7 separate regions of the Mus musculus genome follow, and all the other regions are linked to region 1. A link is a contact called in public HiChIP or PLAC-seq and promoter capture Hi-C data. All regions are on one chromosome and are shown on one strand. Each heading gives the region's core, a stretch centred on a gene start, on an enhancer-like site or on the middle of the called end of the contact. The rest is flanking DNA. Distances are from core to core; before and after follow the strand shown. Region 1 holds the start of Pmpcb (peptidase (mitochondrial processing) beta). Region 2 overlaps Phtf2 (putative homeodomain transcription factor 2). Region 3 overlaps Rsbn1l (round spermatid basic protein 1-like). Region 4 holds the start of Orc5 (origin recognition complex, subunit 5). Region 5 holds the start of Rsbn1l (round spermatid basic protein 1-like). Region 6 overlaps Ptpn12 (protein tyrosine phosphatase, non-receptor type 12). Region 7 holds the start of Ptpn12 (protein tyrosine phosphatase, non-receptor type 12).

Region 1 (2,779 bases), core at 123-2,622:
ACAGATGCTTCATATTCACTAAGGACAAAAAGTCAAGAAACTGAAATAACAATACAAAACTGACTGTGTAGAAGTGAGACAGACGGGATGCTCCTGTTCACAAAGGACAGACAGAAACAGGACAGATGCTTCAGAGGCTCTCGGGCCAACTGGTTTGACTACAGACGCTTCAGCAGCTTTTTCATGTTTTCATATTGAAATGAGAAAAACGTATTTCCTAAACCCTGACCCAAAAACCTGAGACTGACCTAACCGCCAGACACAGTGGTGGTTTGAATAGGAATGGACCACAGAGGCTCACAGATTTGAACACTTAGTCATCAGAGAGAGAGACTACTAGAAGGTTGGAGGAAGTGTGCCACTGGGGTGGGTTATAGGGTTTAAAATGCTCAAGCCAGGTCCATTATCTGTCTGTCTGTCTGTCTGTGTCTATCTCTTGCCAACCCAGATGTAGAACTCTTGGCTCCTTCTCCACCACGTCTGCCAGCACTCTGCCATGCTTCCTGCTCTGATGATGATGGACGAAACCTCTGAACTGTAAGCAGCCCCAGCTAATGTGTCTTCCTTTATAAGAGTTGCCATGGTCGTGGTTTCTTCACAGCCACAGCCACAGGTACTTAAGAAATGTGTACGAGCCCGCACTGTCCTGCTTCTGTGACCCAAAGGCTTTCTGCTCCCTGATCAAATAATACACCATGACCTGACTGTGCCCTACTGTGTAGGGGCAGGCGGATCTGAGGCCAGCCCGATCTACAGGGCAAGATCCAGGACAGCCAGAGATGTTACACAGAGAAACCCTGTGTAACAACGATGTCTCAAAATATCAAAACCAAAAGCAAACCCAACTTCAAATTCATAAAGCGCTTGTCCTAGTTTCCTTTTCTCGAGAGAGAACAGCCCGACATACAATAACATTGGTAATAGCAAACTAACAGACAGACAGACAGACACACACACACACAGAGAGAGAGAGAGATCCCTTTGGAGCAAGACAACTCTCAAATAAGGAAAACGCTGGGATAAAACTCGGATGAACTGAGGTTGACGCTGTCTGGTTTGGGTGTCCATGGGCTGAGGATGGCGCTGTCTGGTTTGGGGGTCCACGGCTCCTTTTCTTACCTCCCGCGGGTGGCGTGGAGGGGGAGCAGCCGCCCCGCCCCCTCTGCGCCCGGCCGCAGCGCCCCGGGATAGCGGATCCGGAGGCCCGGCCCAAAGCACACCGGGAGCCGCCGGGGCACGGCGGAGCGAGACTCACCTGAGCAGCGGCGCGGCGAAGCGGAAGCCTTCGTGTAAATCCCCACAGGCGCCGCCGGGCCTCTGGCAACAGCGTCCGGGATAGAGCGGCCGCCGCCATCTCTGCGGTGGAGAAAGTGGAGATGTACTTCCGGGTCATGACTCCAGGCCCCAGAACTAGAGGCTGGCTCCACCCTGTGGCGGCAGCAGGAATTGCAGTCTCTGAAATTCCTTTGATTCTGTGTCTGGGCTTAGAACCCTCAATCCCTTCACCCTTTGACTCCCTCCCCAGTTCGCTCCAAATAATCAGGTCTGTAGAAATGATGTGCAAGACACACAAGGGACAAAGTGAACGGAACATGTATCCCCAGGCGGTTGGAGTTAATCAGAGAGATCCAGTGCGGGAGGGACAGACACATTGAAGGATCTATCATGTTGGTCTTCGTTGTTCTAATGTTTATAGCGTTGCTTATTCTATTCCATAGGAATACCTTTGCCGAGATTGCTACTAAAAGACAGACGCTTTACAAACATAATCTTACATTCTGTTACCATGATTTAATGTTATTTACTTCCACGTCTTAGGGCTCTGCCAAAACAAACTGCTCTTACCCGTTCCTGGGTGCCTCTTTATCCACATACACTCTAATGAAACTAAAATTTGTCAAATAGCCACTTTAGCCAATTGTCCCAGGGTTTGAGGCTTAACGAAAATAGCAAGCACTTTTTAAAATTAAAGCTTTTTATTTAACTTATTATGGGGAGGGGGTGGGTGCATGCCACTCCAAGCTTGTGGAGGTCAGAAGACAACTTTATGCAATCAGTTGCCCCTTCTACCTTTGCATGAATTCTGGGGGTGGAACTCAGGTGGACAGGCTTGCACTGCAAGTGACTTTACCCGCTGAGCTGCCTGCAAGCCCCTAGCAAGCTCTTTTCTGTGAGGAAGCGACTATTACTTTGCTAATTTTACAGTGGGAACTGAGGTATTGGCTGCCTAACAGGCTGTTTAACACTAAAGAGTGTGCGCTGTAACTTTAGAAGTTGGAGTTCTGTCTAACTTGACCCCTTGTTGCCTAATACCTAATTTACATTATCGTTCAGGTATCCTTTTCCCACCCAGCCTCCTCTTTTAACTATTCACCATTTAACAACAAGACAGGAAAATCCGGGCCGGGCGTGGTGGCGCACGCCTTTAATCCCAGCACTCGGGAGGCAGAGGCAGGCGGATTTCAGAGTTCAAGGCCAGCCTGGTCTACAAAGTGAGTTCCAGGACAGCCAGGGCTACACAGAGAAACCCTGTCTCGAAAAGCCAAAAAGACAGGAAAATCCCTTGGGCGCCTCATTGTCAGTTTGTAGCTGTAATGGTGACAACCAGTCAAACGTCCAAACCAGGAACTCCATGTCACCTTTGGTTCCTGCCTCTGACTTTCCACTCTGACTTCTTGCTATTTTATCGATAGCCATTCTAAGTGTAGAAGTTTAGACAACTGCCCTCCAGCTGGCGGCGCTGTTTGCGAAGGTTGTGGAACCTTTAGGCAGTAGAGCC
Region 2 (2,779 bases), core at 98-2,597, 870 kb after region 1:
ATGTGCTCACACACAACGTACAAATACCATGCCAACACATACACACAAATTACTCTTGTAGTAATACAATTATTGGAACATTATTGATCATATTTTCAGAGGTTAATGAATGATCTGGGCCAAGATGAATCTGAAAGGAATGTGTCAAATAGATGAGGAGGAAAAAGCTGTTAGGTAGATGAACTATTAGGGTTAGAAGGCAAGCATGGTAGTGTATGTTATATGTGTGTAGAATATGCATGTGAGTTGGCAGATGAGGAGGTAGGTGGTTGTGCTGAGTTTACAATAGATCTATGGGCAGTTTGTAGAAGAAAGACCTTATGTTTCTAGCGGAGGAAACTTTTCTTCTTCTTTCAGGCACTCAGAATCCCTAGAGGTTTTAAAGTGATGAAGTCAGGATTTTTGTTTTGGGTTTTTTTGTTTTGTTTTGTTTTGTTTTTTAATACTGAAAAGGAAGAAATAAGAAATTAATCTGAGTAGTCCTGGAATTAGAGAATGTGGGCATGTGCCAGGAGGACATGTGGTAGCTGGATGTGTGGTGAGTTGGTAGTGTACTGTATGCTTTCATATTTGCTGACTGGTTCCTATGTGTCACACAGAACTGGCAGAAGCAGCAAGAATAAACAGTAATGAGGAGGGTTTTGAAGTGTTATACAATATTTTTACACAAGCGCTTAATGTACAGCCCTGTAGTTGCTGTTTAGTGTCTTGAATTTATAGCAAGAATGGAAACCCTGTGTCTTTTACTTACTTCCTTCTGGTAGAAACAGCGGAAGTCAAAGCACAGCTGCTGCTAATTTATAATTCTGTCTTAGAATGTTTATACTGTCTTTAGTTGTGCCAGTAGCATAAAATATTTATTGAAAAAAAAAAGATGTCAAGAAGTAAATACAGATGGGTTGAAGAGGTACCACTTAGCCCTAGGAAGAGCTGTAGCCTCATACAAACTGGGTGTGGTGGTGCATCTCCTTAATGCCAGCATCGGAGGAGGCCAATCAGAAGTTCAAGGTCATCGTCATCTTCATAGTAAACTGAGAACAGCCTGTAACCTGAACTGTTTCAAAAATAAAGGTGAAAAACCTTAACAATAAAATGAAGGGATTTCTAAATAAATGCTAAAGAAGATCACAGAATTTTCTTACCGTAAAACCAAAGGGGGAAATGCATGTTGGAAGATGGTGAGGGGTTGAGAAAGACTAGGGCTGGATGGAGAGAGACAGTGATCTACAGTGATGCTAAACACTTCAAAAGTAATGAGCAAGAAAAGTGAGCCATGTGGATAGGCTCCAGTTAGTTCTAGTCCCATGACACTAAGGAAATGTAAATCAAAAAGAAACTGTAAGTATTCTCAGAGGAAGCAGGCAGCAGAACAGTCAAGGGAAGTTCCTGTGTTGCTCCTGCATAGAAAAACTGTACCTCAGTGGGCTCGAGCCACAGAATCTTAGAACCTCACCTTTTACTTCAGCACAGTTGGGCAAGCAATTCACTCCCTAAGTACTTCCCTTCCTTCCTGTTAATTTTGACTATCTCTGGAACACAGCTTCTTTGTGCTCTCAGAAAATACTTCCCAGAAGATTTCACCTCAGTGTTGCCGGTCTCTTCTTAATAACTGCTAATTTCTTAGCTCCAGCTAACCAGCATCGATTGTCCCAGTAGTCTCCTTCTCTTGACTAATATTTAGCCAGAGACAAATGGCCAAAGCTGCCAAAGTTCTGCTGCTTGCTAGGGCTGAAACATGGCTCAAATCACTCACAGCAACAGTCTTCCATTAAGCTCATTAAGCTCATTAAGCGCCACTTAAAACATTTCATGGCTTTCCAATTCCAAAGTCCCCAAATTCTTCCAAACAAAAACATGGTGAGGTTTATCACAGCAATACCCCAATCCCTGGTACTTCTCTCTTAAGGTTTTACTGCCGTGAACAGACACCATGCATGACCAAGGCAACTCTTGTAAGGACAACATTTAATTGGGGCTGGCTTACAGGTTCAGAGGTTCAGTCCATTATCACCAAGGTGGGAGCATCCAGGCAGACATGGTACAGGAGGAACTGAGAGTTCTACATCTTCATCTGTAGGCTGCTAGCAGAATACTGGCTTCCATGTAGCTAGGATGAGAGTCTTAAAGCCCACACTCAAAATGACACACCTACTCCAACAAGGCTACACTTCCTAATAGAGCAACTCCCTGGGCCAAGCGTATACAAACCATCACACTTTCCTAGCTACTGTACCCACCTTTCATCCCTCCCATTTTTAATCTTATTAACTAAAACCTGAGTATACTATGTACTACTCTTGTTTATCCAAGCATTTTGATCATAATGTGTGGTCAGTAATTTTTGATCTCTAAATGCAACCAAATTTAAATAAAATGTTGAAGTTCTGTTGACAGTATGGAAAAATCACATGGAATGCTTATTTGGTTAATGCTTTTGTTGGTAGCAGTAAGATCATGTGTAGATTTGGATCAAGCTTGCTTGGTTGATGATAGAACTTTTTTGTGGGTAAATAAGGTAGTTAAACCATTTAAAGTGGATCACATCTCATAATTGAGTTTTCCATGAATCACATCAATCAAAACACAAAATGCTTAATCATATACACTGTAATTGGGTATTTAATGGATATTTTAGGCCTTTAAAACAAAATGCATCAAAGAACAGTAAGAATTGTAGGGGATTTTTGAGAACATGCTGAAATTAAGAAACCCTCAAATATAAAAAGTTACTTTGAAGAGCATGCATAGTGGTTTATTGTGCTCATATGGAAGTCCTACA
Region 3 (2,779 bases), core at 111-2,610, 810 kb after region 1:
ATTTATGTTACAATAGAAATAAAAACAATCTCAGATTTACTTAGGAATGTCTGAATCAGTGATGTTCTCATTAGGCAGCTGGGAAGCCATTGGCTGGCCTGTTAAATTAGATGGTTAATCTAATCAATCAACCCTTTGACTTGGATTTATTTCAGTAAATTTGGGTGTGGATAAACATTTATGTTCACAAGGGGAAAAACCCTGCAATATCGGATATGAAACATAGCAACTAGTTTACGTTACTTATGGTATACGTGAACTCTCCATCTTTATTTCATTGTTTGTCACATTTATAAATATTTTTTGTTTCTTTACATAATAAACTTTTGTACAAGTCAGAATTTTACACTCAGAGATTTGTTTATTTTAGTATGTTGCCTGAGTATATACTGTGTATATGTAGTGCCTTCAGAAATCAGAAGAGGGTGTCTGTCAGATGAGTTTATAGGTGGCTGTGAGCCAATCAGTGTGGGTGCTGGAAACTGAACGTAGGTCCTTTGGAAGAGCAGCAGATGTTTTAACCACTGAGCCAATTCTGCATACTTAGAGTTTTCTTTTCTATAACGTTCTTTACACCTTAAAAGAAATATATCACCTATTAGTAGATGACTTCTTGGTTGATGTTCTCAATCCTTTTGTTTCTTTTGCCCCTGTGGTCTTGTAACTTTTATTTATTTTAAAAATTTTATTTATTTAAGGTTTTTTTGCTTTTTGTTTTTTAAATTGAGACAGGCTCTCATTATGTAGTCTTGGCTGACCATGAGCTCTTTTAGCCTAGGCTGGTCTACAAATCATGTAGAACGCCTTCCTCTGCCCCTAGAGTGCTAGGATTTAAGGACATGTGCCTCCATGCCTGGCTGCTGTTTTCTTTATTCATTTTTTTTTCAAAAAAAATTGTTCTAATTTATTCTGTGTGTTTGAGTGTTTCGGTTTCATGTATGTATGTATACTGTGCCTGTGCCTAGTGCTGGTAGAGATCAGAACAAAGTGTGTGATCCCATGTAACTGGAGTGACAGGAAGCTGTGAACTGCCATGTGGGTGCTGGGCTCTGAGCTCAGGTCTTCTGAGCTGAGGTGTGTGTGCACCATCACACCCTGTATGTACAGTAGCCGGGATTGAAGTCGGCAGGTATTCCCACCTGTGCTTCCACTGTGCTTCAGGTTACACTGTAAGCCTCTGAGGCAGGCAGGCAGGCAGGCAGGCAGGCAGGCAGGCAGGCAGGCAGGCAGGCAGGCAGGCAGGCAGGCAGGCAGGCAGGCAGGCAGGCAGGCAGGCAGGCAGGCAGGCAGGACTTGAGAGCTGCAGCTAGCCTTTAAGCAGCTGTGACTCATGCTCCCTCCGTGGGTTTACTCAGCTGACCCTGCCGGCTTAGTCTATTAGTTGTCTTGTCTTTATTTGTGTGTGCAGTGACACATAGTTATGCTATTAGAGGAAAAAGTCTGTGGCCTCAGGATACTTAAGCTATATGTTCTGACACGTAGATTTCTAGAGAGTGTATACATGAAAATATCCTACTGAACTGAAGGTTTTCTAGGAATATATAATATTAACTGGGACTTTGAAGTAGATGGAAAAATTAGACATTTTGAACTGTAAGGGTGAAAGATGAAGACAGAGAGTGAGGTAGGCTTAGAAACTGTAACCTTGGGGACTAGAGAAATGGCTCAGCAGTTAAGACTGCTCTTCCGAAGGTCCTGAGTTCAAATCTCAGCACCATATGATGGCTCACAGCCATCTGTAATGAGATCTGACACCCTTTTCCAGAATGTCTGAAGACAGCTACAGTGTACTTAGATATAATAATAAATAAATCTTAAAAACAAAAAAAGAAATTGTAACCTTTAAATGGCTAGGGCATTTGAAGGAAACATTTCTGTAGTGGAGATAAGTAATGATTTATACCGCTTTATGTTGCTGGGAAGATTATGTAAGTAAAAGTGAGGAGTGTATAATCACTCAGGAGGGAGATATGAAACTTTCATTTAAAAGAATAATTTTGGGTTTAAAAAGCAATAAAGTCAAAACTATCCTTCCTCCTCAGTGTATAGTATATAGGTAACTATACAAGTAAAAACATGCTTCATTTGGAAAAGGGACTCTGCCTTTGTAAGTACTGTGTCGGCTTTTATTATCCAGCAAAAGCACTCTCTGTTGACCTCTGTGTGGATGTGGCCAGGGGGTGGAGTCAGGTATTGCTGTGGTGGAGCAGAAAACTGCTCAGCTTGTTAGGGGTGGTACTCGCCTACTACTCTGTATGCAGAGTGGTTTTTCCTTTTTTTTCTTTTTTTTTAGTGTCCATCTTTTCTTCTCTCCTTATAGGTTTCTTCTTTAATGTTACACGTTGTAACAAACATTTGAAAATAGAAACCTTCCTAAATCTTTTCTACCTGAATCTCATTTCCTTTGGGTTTTCCTTAAAACTTTTACTGTGCTGGGTTTAGAGAGATGGCTCAAAAGTAGCACTTGCTGTTCTTTTAGAGGGTTCTAATAACTGTTTCCAGCATGATTAATCACAACTGTCTGTAACTCTAGTCCCAGGGGATCCAAATGCCTTCTTCTGACTTCCTTGGTAACCAAGCATGCATGTGTGCACATAATATAGATGTTGGCAGAATACTCATTTATATATATATGAAATCAATAAATCTTAAAAAAGTAGACTTATGGGCTGGAGAAATGGCTCAGTGGTTAAGAACACCGACTGCTTTTCTGAAGGTCCTGAGTTCAAATCCCAGCAACCACATGTTGGCTCACAACCATCCTTAATGACATCTGACA
Region 4 (2,779 bases), core at 172-2,671, 810 kb before region 1:
GATCAAAGTAAATGAATCAAAGACCCAGAAACAAACTCACATACCTATGAACACTTGATCTTTGAAAAAGAAGCCAAAATTATACAGTGAAAAAGAAAGAAAGAAAGAAAGAAAGAAAGAAAGAAAGAAAGAAAGAAAGAAAGAAAGAAAGCAAGCACCTTCAATAAATGGTGCTGGTCTAACTGGCAGTCTGTATGTAGAAGAATGAAAATAGATCCATATTTATCATCTTGCACAAACCTCAAGTCCAAGTGGATCAAGGATCTCAACATAAAACCGGATACATTGAGTCTAATAGAAGAGAAAGTGGGGAAGAGCCATGAACACGCTGGCATAGGGAAAATGTCCTGAATAGAACACCAGTGGCTCAGGCTCTAAGATCAAATATTGATAAATGGGACCTCATGAAACTGAAAAGCTTCTGTAAGGCAAAGGGCTCTATCAACAGGACCAAACAGCAGCCTACAGATTGGGAAAGGATTGTCACTAACTACTTATGGTAGAGGCTGTGGAGTAAGGGGAATACTTCTTCATTGCAGGTAGTAATTCAAACTTGTACAACCACTTTGGAACCAAAGTGTGTGTGTGTGTGTGTGGTAATTAGATTTCCTCCACAGGCAGTTGTATTGTTCAATAATACATAATGGGCCTCTTTCTAATATGGGTGCCGTGTTTTCCTTGTCTTTTTGCACTGTTTATGAAATCTATGTGTAGCAGACACTGCGTACATTATCTTTTATTCTTAAAAATACTCTACTATAGTCCTTATGTTCTATATAAGGAAGTTTATAAATAAACGGTTCAAAGATTCTCCCAACATCTCAAAATTCAGAAAAAGTTGAGTCAATGTTTCCAGACCAAATTTTTTTTTCAGGACCCAAAGCCCTCTCTTTGGACACGAATTTTCTTATTCCTATACATTCTTTCATTTCAAGGCTTTTCTTCTTCCAGGTGTCCTATAAATGTGCAAGGACAACGTTAATTTTACTGATTACCCTCACTAACACTCGAATACTTCCACATCTAGTTTCAAGCTTGCAAAGACAAACAAATGATTTTATTTAGTTAGTTCCACAGAGTTCCCATTGTCCACTTTCTTGCCAGAGGAAAACCAATTTTTTTTTAAAGAATACTCGTTTCTGTCGGTACTTTTATGTGTGCGGCTTTCTGGAGGGAACTGAAGACACAGAAGGTGGGCGGTGAGGTGCCCCCAGGTCGCCCTTCAGCTTGTGTAAGGGTTTCAGGCTGGAAAGCTCAGGCCAGAGTGGGAAGCGATAACCACTTACCAGTAACCGACCACTGAGCACCGCCGCCTGGAGACTAGAGCGGCCCACGTTGTCGCGCGGCTCCCTGACGTCACTCGACCGCGCTGGCTCCGCCCCCAGCCCAGGCTTCCGGCCGGAAAGCTTGCGGTTGTTCTACGTGAACCACGCCTGAGTGGCGCAGGGCTGACCGGAGGCCAACTGCTCTGCAGTATCAGGTGGTGCCCGCCAAAATGTCTCACTTGGAGAGCATGGTCCTCTGTCGAGAGGCCCAAGTGTCCACTTTGCAGTCCCTGTTTGGAGAGGTATTGTAGTCAGACTGCTTCCCAAATGCCAGAGGCGAATGCGTCCTGGATCCGTTCCGTTTGGGGGGAGTACTGTGTGGATTGCGAGGCGGTAGGCTATCCCCCTTATGTTAAGATGGAGGTGCGGTATGACTGCCCCACACTTACCCAAAGAAACTTCTCAGTCTATTTTAAAGGAGACTGCAGAGGAAGAGCTGGCCTGCTCTACAGGACGTCGGCTAGGAAGTGCTCCTTTTACTTGGACCACACTTTGGAGATTATGTGAGCCCCAAATAGCTACTGCAAGTTGCTGCAGAACAGGGTTTGGGTAGGAAGTCTGTTTGCAGAGTGTTTACTAAACGCCAGTTCGCCCGTTGTAGTGAGGTATAGATTGGGTCAAATACAGAGAGGTGATTGGCTTCAAGGCCAATTAGGGTAACGCTGTGGTTTAGCCTTTAAAATCCTTCAGCTTTTCTAGAATTATAAAAGCCAGGAGAAGTCTCGCTTGGGTTTCTCTCCCTGCCGACCAGATGAGATGATTTAGAGGGGAGAGGTTAGCCTCTGAAGTGAACACAGGCTGAAGTAACATTCATTTCTCTCAGTTGCCTTGCATTGTGCTCATTAATTAGAATTGATTGCACTTGGATCTTATCTGGGAGATGAGCAAATACAAATAGCCATTTAGTCTTCCTTTAGAAATGTACTTTCATCCAGCAGAGTGTCGGATCCAGTGCGTCTGTGGTGGCAGATGAAATAGTCATGGAAAAGTACTTCCCTCCATCTAAAAGGCGTCATGTTAGCAATTCTAGAGGTCAGCTGCATCTGTAGTTCCTAGTTATAATGCTTTCAGTTATAGTTACCTATATTATTGAAATGTATAATTGTTTATGCTCTGTACATTCCTTCATTGGACTTGATAAACCCAGATTATTCTAACCAAAAGTACTCCTCTTTTTTTGAGGAATACTTTATTAGCAAAATAAGATAGGTAGGGCTGATTTAGCAGTGGGTCCCAGAAAAGGCTTCACCTTTGCTCTTATTTAATACTACATCTAACAAAAACAATATTTTTCTTCAAGGAAGTTTGCATGTGGGAAATACAAAGAACCACTATAGCAAATAGCTACAGAAGAAAAAAGAGCTAGCTATGCTCGTAGAAGACTAATTTATATGTTTAGCAAGTGTGTATTTTCTGAGCACTGGCTCTGTGTGTGGCACTGTGCCAGATTCAGT
Region 5 (2,779 bases), core at 141-2,640, 790 kb after region 1:
TAGACATACTCATTCCCAGGTGAGGGAGATGAAGTGACTTTCTTTCTTATGCTCATCACCTTTCTTTTTCCCATTTCCCTTCTATTTTTATGTTGTGTGTGTGTTTTTAAAACTAGATTACACACATTAGAGAAAATATGCAAAATTTGTCTCTCTGGGTCTAGCTTCAGGGAATACTCTATATATTAACAATTTACTTCTAAAAACTAAAAACAATGAGGACAGATGCAGTGGTACACACCTTTCTTTAATTCCAGCACTGGGGGAAAGGGAGTTGGGCAAATGCAGGAAGATTTGAGTTCGAGGCCAGGCTGGTTTACAGGACAGCCAGGACAATATTGGAAGACTATGACTCAAAAAACAAACGAACCAACCAACCAACCAAAAAAAGAAAAATGTATTTACAAACAGCGTTAGATTTTGATGTGTTCCCCTCACCGAGTCCTAAAGAAGTGGGTTTGGAGTAAAAGAGGAGTAACAACAGACCATTGCAGTTTCCTGAAAGGCAACTGTTAGCTGCGGAAAGTAACTGCTAATGTCCCTCTTAGGGGATCAGAAAACTCCTTTTTCTTGCTGAGCTAATATGATCATGTGTTATCTTTACATTCTAATCTCACAAAAGATCTAAGACTTTAAGGCATGCTCTTGTCTAAAGCTTGAACTGTGTTGTAACCCATTCCCCCAAATTCCTTATCTTTTGAGATAAAAATCAAGGTACATGCTTGGCGAAGTTTCATAGCGCTGACTCTGAAATACAGAACTCTAACTGCATTTTCAAACATTTACAAACACCGCTAGTGGCTTTTTCCTGGTGTCGTTTAAAGAATAATTAAAGTGAAAACCTTTAGCACTCAAGCTCAATTTAAAGCCTCCAAACGGTGGGTGATTTTTATCTTCACGATCGGAAGTGATCCAAGTTCCAGCTCTGCAGAAAACTCTCTTTTAAAGTACGAACTTTTACGACCTTAGTTAAAATAAGGCAACTTTTCACCATTTCTGCCTTTGCTGATCGGACTCTCGACAAATTTTCTCCGAGACGAGCAACCCAGAACTCGTTTTTCAGAACCTGCAGAAGGGACCCAAGCCACCTCAAGGTAAAAAGAGAGAGCGGTACAAACAAGGCAAAGTCTTTGAGCGAACGGCAGCGCTACCTCGGTCCGGGCAGATTCGGGGCTCCCGAGCGACGGTCGGGAGATCCTCCCTTCTCAGCGAGCTCTCCATCAGCCGCGCCGAAAAGACCTCTGACCTCCAAATGAAGGTCCGCTCGGTGACCCCACCCCGACGGCTTCTGTCCGCGTCTTTGATTGGTTTGTTCCGGGATCTCTCAGTTTAGCGCGCCCAATGGGAGCTCGGCCTGGACCTAGGCACCCCGCCCCGCGCCCCCGCTCCGGGGAGCGGCGGAGAGTAAATACAACAGGAGCGCAAAATGGCGGAACCGCCGAACCCAGCTCGCGGCGCCGTGGCTCTCCTCTCTGAGAAGGAAGCATCTGGCAAAGTACAGCCTTCCTCGCGGGAGCCGCCGGGCTCTATGTCTGCCAAGAAGGTTCGCACCGAGGAGAAGAAGGCGCCGCGGAGAGTGAACGGGGAGGGGGGCAGCGGCGGGAACGGCGGGCAGCTGCAGCCCCAGAGCTTCGGCAGCCCGGCGGCGTGGAGCTTCGCGGCTCGGCCCGCCGCCTCCTCCTCGTCCACCTCTCGGAGCTGTTACTCTTTCTCCGCCAGCCCGAGCGTCTCCTCAGCCTCCGCTTCCTCGTCTCAGCCGCTGCCGCGCAAACTGCTGGTCACTCCCTCGCTGCTGCACGCTCAGCCTCACCGCGTCCTGCTCCCGCCCGTCGCTCCGCCGGCCGCCGCCAAGCCGCGCAGACCCAAGGAGAAGCGCGAGAAGGAGAAGCGGAGGCAGCACGGCCTCGGCGCCGCCGCCCGGGATGAGAACGGCGAGGCGAAGCCGCTGCCGCGAGGTGGGTGCCGCGCGGGGGAGGGGAGCGCCGGCGGCCGGCGGGGCTGCAGCCTTCCGCGGGGCCAGAAGTAAATGGAGCCTGGAGTTTCGGTCGCCGACCGGGGGGATGGCTGAAACTCCTGGTTTTCGGTGTCGGTTTCGCCTTCCAGTTAACGCGCAGCAGGACGCGCGTGAAGGAGTGGGTCTAGAGGACCCCGCTCCCCGGTGTGTTTTTGGCTGGGGAGGCAGAAGAGAACAGGTCTTTTAAAGATTACGAAAGGGATCGGACTGGATCGCAGGAAATTCATGTTTGCGACGCAGCTTCCAACGCCAGAATATCCTGTCCAAAAAAAAAAAAAAAAAAAAGTGGGTGGTCGGGTGTATTGGCGGAAGCTGGAAGCTCCCAGGGACCACGGGGACCAGGATGTTTCATCCCTACTAGGGAGATGAGGTCGTGCGCAGGGCACCAAGTGTGCGGTTTCTGAGGTGCCCACATTCCATATTGTTAAAGTGTTTTGCGTGGTCCTGTTTTAAATACTACCCTTCAGAAGCTTTCAGCCATATTCTTTTTTTTTTTTTTTCTTCTTTCTTTCTCGTTCAGCAAATGATAAAATCGGATGTTTTGACGTCTTTTGGCCAGATCAAGTGGCTTCAGAGTGTTTCTGCCGGGGGTGGGGTGGGGTGGGGGGGGGGAATTCCCAACTGTTTTTCAGTTTTCTTTTGTAATGTAAGCTAGCAGAGTTTTCCGTATTTTCTTTAAAATGAGGGGTCATTCTAGTCATCTGTGGATATGTAGAGATCTGACTAATACAAAGTGGATATGGGTTGGAAAGTAGATCTTTAGGT
Region 6 (2,779 bases), core at 139-2,638, 730 kb after region 1:
AAGGGGACCAACTGGGGACCAAGTGTTCAAATGTGTGAGTCTGGAAGACATTACTCATCTAAACCACCTCATCCATGCTTAAGGTCTACATTTATAGTGTATAGAAAAATGTTAGGGAGAATACAACTTTTAAAAGAATAAATGTTGAATCAATCATAAAAATAGAAGGTTCACAGTAGTTTACAGTATAATCATGGTTATATTGTACAGTAATGTATAAGATATTTCAAAACCTAATTTTAGAATTTCACTAGATAAATATGTATGTTTCCAAGTAGTATAAAATTTACTTGATTCCTTAGGCAGTTTTTCTATTTTCTATCTTGATATTTCAAAAGACCTTAGAATCAGAGTTTCTCAAAAATCACACTAAATTTGTCCTGCTAAACTATTTGTATCTGTAATTGAATTTTACTATAAGAAATAAATAAAGAAAACACAGCACGGTAGTTATGCCTGTAATCCCAGCATTCTGGAAACTGAAGCAGGAACATTATGAGTAGGACACCAACATGAGTTCAATTCCCAGCAACCACATGGTGGCTCACAACCACCTGTATTGAGATCTGATGCTCTCTTCTGGTGTACTCATATAAATAAAAATAAATCTTTAAAAAAAAAAGAGAGATTATTGGTTAATTACTTTTTTAAAAGGTTGATTTATTTCAATTTTGACTTTTCTTACCTAACTGGTGTCTTTTGATTAGTAAAGAGAGCTGCCTCCAGGAGAATTGGTTTGCTGGTAGATATACAGAAACCATCTAACAAATTACTAGATTAAAACAATCTTTTCATAGTTAATTAATGGTGGTCAAAAAAGAAAGCTTTTGTTCTGATATTGAAAGATAAAGAAATGGTTTAACTTGATTTTTTTTAACAACTTGTTTGAAATTATTTCCTGTTCCATCCTGTTATTCAGCCAATAACTATAATTCATAAGTCTATTTCAGTAGGGTTTTTCTAGTTTTAAAAATTATTTACAGGGTGGTGATGGTGGTGCACACCTTTAACCCCAACACTTGGGAGGCAGAGGAGGATGGATCTCTGAGTTTTGAGGCTAGCCTAGATAGACTACAGAAAGAGTTCCAGGACAGCCAGGGCTTGCTACACAGAGAAACCATGTATGGGGGAAAAATGATGATTTAATGCTGTTAGAAGACAGTGTGTTAACTGAAGTAACTTAAAAGCACATCTACAAAAGGAAAGAAAACGTACCCATTTAATATAAAGTGTGTTTGTTGGGATCTTAAAACCTATCCCCAGCTGGCTGGGACCTCAAGTACTCATGCCTCAGTCTCTGAAGTGCTCGTCACCATAGGCAGGCCTCCCACACCCAGCTCTAGAGCGAGCATACTTCACAAGAATGCTTCCTTCCATTTAATTAAAGTCGTTGTAAAAACAGTGTAGCTTCAGCGTGTTCTGCTGGAGCCCAGCCCGGGTTTGTCAGCTGCCTTTGTGTATGGACTTGGGTCACTAAGGTCACTGCTGCTTCTCTGAACTGATCCTACACTTGAGGCTTTCTCTCCCATACCTACTACAATTTACTGGGTCTTCTTGACCAAAACAGTAAAGCCATTGTGAGCATTCTATTATGCTTATAACTATTGAGAATAATTTTATCTCTACAGGGGGTTACTGGCGAGAATTAGACTTATGGGGGTAAGGGTTTACAGGTTCTTTGTGAGGCACTTACTTTTATAAATTGCTGAATTACATTTTTAAATATCAAATATTAATGTTAAGGATGGTACTGTACTCTAATTTGTATTTGATTTACTATGTAGAATTGTATCAAATTTCTTATTGGGGTATAATTAGCATACCTTTTATTTAAAGAAAAAAACAACAAATTTTTTTTCTCAAACTTTGTTCCCTTAGTGCAGGCTGTGGACGAACAGGTGCTATTTGTGCCATAGATTACACGTGGAACTTACTGAAAGCAGGGGTAAGAATGCCTTTTATATAGTATCATATTCAGTTTATTGTTATGTTAAATTTATAGTGTAGGTTTTTTGGTTTTTGGTTTGTTTTGGTTTTTTAGATATACTATATTTCTAGAATTAGTCTTACCATATAAAGAGCAATGTGGGTAAGTGTAAATGTTACAGCTGCCTTGAAACTATGAACTGCAAACCAGGGTGGGGTTTGTTTTCCACTGAGTGAATTCTTTCATGTGTAGTGTTTAAGAGTGCTGACCCCAGGGCCAAAGTGCCTAGAATCAATTCTGGGCTTGTAGTTCACTACCCATGGCATTTTAGTTGTGACAGTTGCTGTCAGCATTGTAGTTTCTACCTGTTATTTCCATTAAATTGTGTTTGAAACTGTGGAAGACACAAGGATCAGAGTCCCTTCTCTGAATGTGTATGTGTATGTTTCTTGTATATGTTTCTTTTGCTAGTTCTATACTATGTTCATTTTCTCTGTGTTATAGGCAAACTTTATCTTTCATAGCTTGAAATTTGCTATGAATATGTCAGTCAGCATTTTGTTAAAAAAAAAATAGGTTCAATGCTTAGTTTTCCTTTTACATCATCTTTTTCCCCCTACCATTGCTGTCCATCTGTCCAAGTCTCCTCTCCCTCCCCACCCCCCCAAGGCAAGAGCAAGTTTTAAATAATTCTTAAATAATCTCTCTGGGATAAAACTTCATTTTTATATTCCCCTAAGACTAATCTTTTTCTAATATGAAACGTTTTTCAATGAAAAAAATTGACTAGACTGCGCTCTTCCCAGTTGTTTATGTTTGGTTGGTTGGTTGGGGTTCTTTGCGGGGAAGGGG
Region 7 (2,779 bases), core at 132-2,631, 680 kb after region 1:
AGCCTGTGTAGTGGGTTAAATTACTACAGACACTCCTTTCAAAAGTTTATTTTAGTATGGAAAGCATCTCTTGAAATGCTTTGAGAGAAGTGAGTTGGTACATATCAGATGCATTATTTCCTGTATTTTATTTTAAAGTGTAACTGTATATTGCTACTCACATGTGTTGTCTTCGATTTTCTTTTTAATTAAATTTCACAGTGCGGCCAAATATCGGTTTAGGAAATGTTTCCTGCATTGATATTTCCTATCTTAAGCATATTTCCTGGCAGCCTGTTCTGTGAAAACATGTTTTTTGTTTGTGGGTGTAGGTGACCAAAGTCAGTCCATGGATCAAATCCCTCAGTTGTGCAACTGTGTACTACTACAAACTCTCGTCCTTTCGAGAAAAAGTAAAAGTTAGAGTCAAAGTAAAAGAACCTGCGTTTTAGTTCTGACTCCACATGAACATGTTGGGGGGGTGAACTTTGGACAAATCATTTCTATTTATGAAAGGACAGATTGCATCAGCACGCTCTCTGTCTGCTAAGAGTCACAAATTCTATTCTACGAAAGAATGTCACCCATTCAACTCTGAAACCGTGAGAATTTAAAGATAGGAAGCAATATTGTCTTCCTCTTGGCAAAAAAAGGTGCAATGAGAAAGATGCATTACGAATTAAGAGCTTTCCCTCACTGGGATTAGAAAGATTGCGAAGAGTAAACCCTTTCACTCTGGAAACTATTGGCTTCTCCTAGCCAAAGTGCCAAAGCCTTGGGAGACCCTCACCAAGGCATTCGTAAAGCGAAGGTGAAGGCTCTACTACAGTTCCCAGCATACCTCTGTCCCACCCTGCTCCGGGCACTCCTGCAGGCGGGTCTTGTAGTCCCAGCCCGCGGCCGGCAGTAGCGCTGAAGCACTTTTGGAATCAGCTTTCCCTCCCCGCCAAACCCGGAGGCCGCAAGCCCCATCTGAAGTTTACTGTCTGACCCACTGGGCTTGGCCGGGCTTCCAGACGTAGGACGTCCACCAGAAGCCAGCCTCACCGCAGCGAGCGGCGAGCGCCCTAGGAGAGGGCCACGCCCCGGAAGCGGCTTCCAGCCACTCAGAGCGGGCGGGGGCGGGCCCGGGCGGGCGTGCGGGGGCGGCTGGGTCTTCGCTCTGGGGCGGGGCCGCCGTACGAGCCCGCGCGTCTGGGTGGCGGCGGGGGCGCGCCCGTGGGGAGAGGCGGCTGCGGCTGCTGGTGGGGGGTGGGGGGGGAGGCAGAACCGGGAAGGGGGCAGGGCGAACTGAGAGCCGTGTTCCTGAGGCGGCGGCGTCTCGGACTGAGGAGGGCGGGGAAGGAGGATGGGGCAGGCTGGGGGTTGGGGCCGGCGCTAGCCCGCGGCTCGCCTCGTAGTAGGGGAAAGCGACGCTGCTCTTTAAGTTGCGCGGGGAGCCCGGCCGGTGCCGCCGCAGCCGCAGCCGCCTGGCGCGGCGGGGAGGGAGGGCGGGCCGGAGCGAGCTGGGGAAGACGGAGCGGGCGCTGCGGCGCGCGGGCGGGCGGCGGGGGGGACGCGGGAGGATGGAGCAAGTGGAGATCCTGAGGAGGTTCATCCAGAGGGTCCAGGCCATGAAGAGTCCGGATCACAATGGGGAGGACAACTTCGCCCGGGACTTCATGGTGAGTGTCCGTTCTCGCCGGCGCCTCGTGTCGCCAGCCGCCGAGCTCCCCTCGCCTCTCCCGGTCGGTCGGGGCTGCCAGCGCTTTGTGTGCGGTGCGAGGACAGGCGCGGGGCGCGCGCCCAGCCGCGAGCGCCGTCGGCGAGCTTGCGGGAGGCGAGGTCACCCCCGCCCCTCAGCCTCTCTTTTCCGCGGCCGCTACCTGCGCTCCCCGGCCCAGCCCGCTCCGGCCCCGCCGCCCGCGACTACCTATTGTCTCCCCGGCCGGGCGGCGGCGGCTGGAGTGCGGGCTCGCCTTCCCACGCCTGCCTTCCCCGCCTGCCCCTCCGGGGAGGGTCGAGGCGAGCTGTCTGGCTGCGGCCAGCGGAGCGGCTCGAGGCTGCCGGAGAGCGAGGGTGTAGAGCATTAACTCGCTGGGTCCCTGTACGGATGCCGGCCTTGGTCCGAGTGGACGGCAGGACGACTCCGTGTCTGGGTTCACAGTTATTAGCTCAGCGCTTGCCAGAGGCTTGACCATAAGGAATCTCATGGTTTACCTGATCTCCATTTATCTGGTCAGGTTTCTTTTCGTCCTGAGACCCAGGTTTGAGGTGGCTGTGAGGCCAGTGTGACTTTAGATCGAAAAGGGAGGGGGATATCAGTGTGGATGGGGGTTATCCTGAAGGAAGCTCACTCCGGACTTGAGGGGATATTGCCGAAGCCGGAGGGGATGTGACTATCACTTCCTATCCGGGGTGGGGGTGGGGAAGCTGGGAACAATAGTCATGGTAGGGTGGAGGCGACTATATGGGCTGAAGCCCTGGGAGATAACCTTCCCGTCCCCCCTTTTCCGCCACCCCCCTTTCCGCCCTCTGCTTGTGTAGGCAGGCTTGAGTGAGTGGAGGTGGGGGTTAAAAGTCTAGTATGTGAAATTTCTCTAGGTGCATAATTGGAGAGAGGGTATCAATTCCGAAGGCGTGGGACCAGAAGCTGACTTCCTACATTACCCCCTCCTCGCTCCTTTTATTTTTCTGTTGGACAATGTTCCCTCTAGGGTTGTTTCCCGGCTTTGGAGGCGGTGGTTGCGGCTGCTGCTCCTACGGATGTTGCGCAAGACTGGGGCGTTGTAAACCCTGGAGGTCTGGGGAATGGAAAAGG

What was found. Promoter capture Hi-C pulls out the DNA fragments that hold promoters and counts their contacts. HiChIP or PLAC-seq counts read pairs in DNA pulled down with a chosen protein or histone mark.
Region 2: an H3K27ac HiChIP or PLAC-seq map of large pre-B cells shows a contact between it and region 1, with 3 times the contacts expected there. The contact joins the enhancer-like site here to the promoter of Pmpcb in region 1. A contact is called at or near these places in 2 of 39 promoter capture datasets (both in the C10 cell line), 1 of 15 datasets of contacts at CTCF or cohesin (large pre-B cells), 1 of 115 datasets of contacts at active chromatin or transcription factors (large pre-B cells) and 2 of 9 other capture datasets (adipose tissue and liver).
Region 3: a contact with region 1 is called in an HNF4G HiChIP or PLAC-seq map of pancreatic cancer cells. The contact joins the enhancer-like site here to the promoter of Pmpcb in region 1. A contact is called at or near these places in 9 of 39 promoter capture datasets (the 3T3-L1 cell line, 3T3-L1-derived adipocytes, the C10 cell line and 5 more), 1 of 484 Hi-C or Micro-C datasets (pro-B cells), 5 of 115 datasets of contacts at active chromatin or transcription factors (astrocytes, embryonic stem cells, kidney and 2 more) and 3 of 9 other capture datasets (embryonic stem cells, embryonic tail and liver).
Region 4: a promoter capture Hi-C map of pre-B cells shows a contact between it and region 1, with 10 times the contacts expected there. The contact joins the promoter of Orc5 here to the promoter of Pmpcb in region 1. A contact is called at or near these places in 14 of 39 promoter capture datasets (3T3-L1-derived adipocytes, the C10 cell line, the HPC-7 cell line and 11 more), 1 of 484 Hi-C or Micro-C datasets (pre-B cells), 7 of 115 datasets of contacts at active chromatin or transcription factors (craniofacial prominence, embryonic forebrain, embryonic stem cells and 2 more) and 2 of 9 other capture datasets (adipose tissue and embryonic tail).
Region 5: a contact with region 1 is called in an H3K27ac HiChIP or PLAC-seq map of extraembryonic endoderm stem cells, with 12 times the contacts expected there. The contact joins the promoter of Rsbn1l here to the promoter of Pmpcb in region 1. A contact is called at or near these places in 14 of 39 promoter capture datasets (the 3T3-L1 cell line, 3T3-L1-derived adipocytes, the C10 cell line and 8 more), 1 of 15 datasets of contacts at CTCF or cohesin (large pre-B cells), 1 of 484 Hi-C or Micro-C datasets (Sertoli cells), 8 of 115 datasets of contacts at active chromatin or transcription factors (the 230-238 cell line, astrocytes, embryonic stem cells and 5 more) and 1 of 9 other capture datasets (adipose tissue).
Region 6: a promoter capture Hi-C map of the C10 cell line shows a contact between it and region 1, with 4 times the contacts expected there. The contact joins the enhancer-like site here to the promoter of Pmpcb in region 1. A contact is called at or near these places in 8 of 39 promoter capture datasets (the 3T3-L1 cell line, the C10 cell line, the HPC-7 cell line and 4 more), 1 of 115 datasets of contacts at active chromatin or transcription factors (embryonic stem cells) and 1 of 9 other capture datasets (liver).
Region 7: a contact with region 1 is called in an H3K27ac HiChIP or PLAC-seq map of extraembryonic endoderm stem cells, with 4 times the contacts expected there. The contact joins the promoter of Ptpn12 here to the promoter of Pmpcb in region 1. A contact is called at or near these places in 6 of 39 promoter capture datasets (the 3T3-L1 cell line, the HPC-7 cell line, embryonic stem cells and 3 more), 1 of 15 datasets of contacts at CTCF or cohesin (the NIH/3T3 cell line), 1 of 484 Hi-C or Micro-C datasets (CD4 T cells), 6 of 115 datasets of contacts at active chromatin or transcription factors (astrocytes, bone marrow-derived macrophages, embryonic stem cells and 2 more) and 2 of 9 other capture datasets (adipose tissue and liver).

Annotation. Positions count from the first base shown.
Region 1 is chr5:21,735,753-21,738,531 of GRCm38.p6, reverse strand. It overlaps Pmpcb (peptidase (mitochondrial processing) beta), which reads right to left and starts at 1,372. Exons shown (of 13, transcript NM_028431.2): 1 at 1,256-1,372. The coding sequence starts at 1,354.
Region 2 is chr5:20,863,334-20,866,112 of GRCm38.p6, reverse strand. The region is part of intron 1 of Phtf2 (putative homeodomain transcription factor 2); the gene reads left to right. Among named protein-coding and RNA genes, the nearest start is that of Phtf2, 17 kb to the left of the region's middle. Within about 2 kb of position 1,347, at least 54 of the 459 cell types and tissues checked have an H3K27ac peak or open chromatin away from gene starts, as enhancers often do. A contact at or near this core is called in liver, where this site is marked.
Region 3 is chr5:20,924,217-20,926,995 of GRCm38.p6, reverse strand. The region is part of intron 2 of Rsbn1l (round spermatid basic protein 1-like); the gene reads left to right. Among named protein-coding and RNA genes, the nearest start is that of A630072M18Rik, 25 kb to the left of the region's middle. Within about 2 kb of position 1,360, at least 20 of the 459 cell types and tissues checked have an H3K27ac peak or open chromatin away from gene starts, as enhancers often do. A contact at or near this core is called in pancreatic cancer cells, where this site is marked.
Region 4 is chr5:22,548,980-22,551,758 of GRCm38.p6, reverse strand. It overlaps Orc5 (origin recognition complex, subunit 5), which reads left to right and starts at 1,421. Exons shown (of 14, transcript NM_011959.3): 1 at 1,421-1,567. The coding sequence starts at 1,496. 6030443J06Rik (RIKEN cDNA 6030443J06 gene) reads right to left here and starts at 1,346. Exons shown (of 3, transcript NR_102315.1): 1 at 1,287-1,346.
Region 5 is chr5:20,950,433-20,953,211 of GRCm38.p6, reverse strand. It overlaps Rsbn1l (round spermatid basic protein 1-like), which reads left to right and starts at 1,390. Exons shown (of 8, transcript NM_001080977.1): 1 at 1,390-1,955. The coding sequence starts at 1,427. A630072M18Rik (RIKEN cDNA A630072M18 gene) reads right to left here and starts at 2,223. Exons shown (of 1, transcript NR_030699.1): 1 at 1-2,223.
Region 6 is chr5:21,004,515-21,007,293 of GRCm38.p6, reverse strand. Ptpn12 (protein tyrosine phosphatase, non-receptor type 12) reads left to right here. Exons shown (of 18, transcript NM_011203.3): 9 at 1,879-1,945. Among named protein-coding and RNA genes, the nearest start is that of Ptpn12, 50 kb to the left of the region's middle. Within about 2 kb of position 1,388, at least 11 of the 459 cell types and tissues checked have an H3K27ac peak or open chromatin away from gene starts, as enhancers often do.
Region 7 is chr5:21,054,513-21,057,291 of GRCm38.p6, reverse strand. It overlaps Ptpn12 (protein tyrosine phosphatase, non-receptor type 12), which reads left to right and starts at 1,381. Exons shown (of 18, transcript NM_011203.3): 1 at 1,381-1,643. The coding sequence starts at 1,545. Gm42221 (a long non-coding RNA gene) reads right to left here and starts at 1,225. Exons shown (of 4, transcript XR_880864.3): 1 at 821-1,225.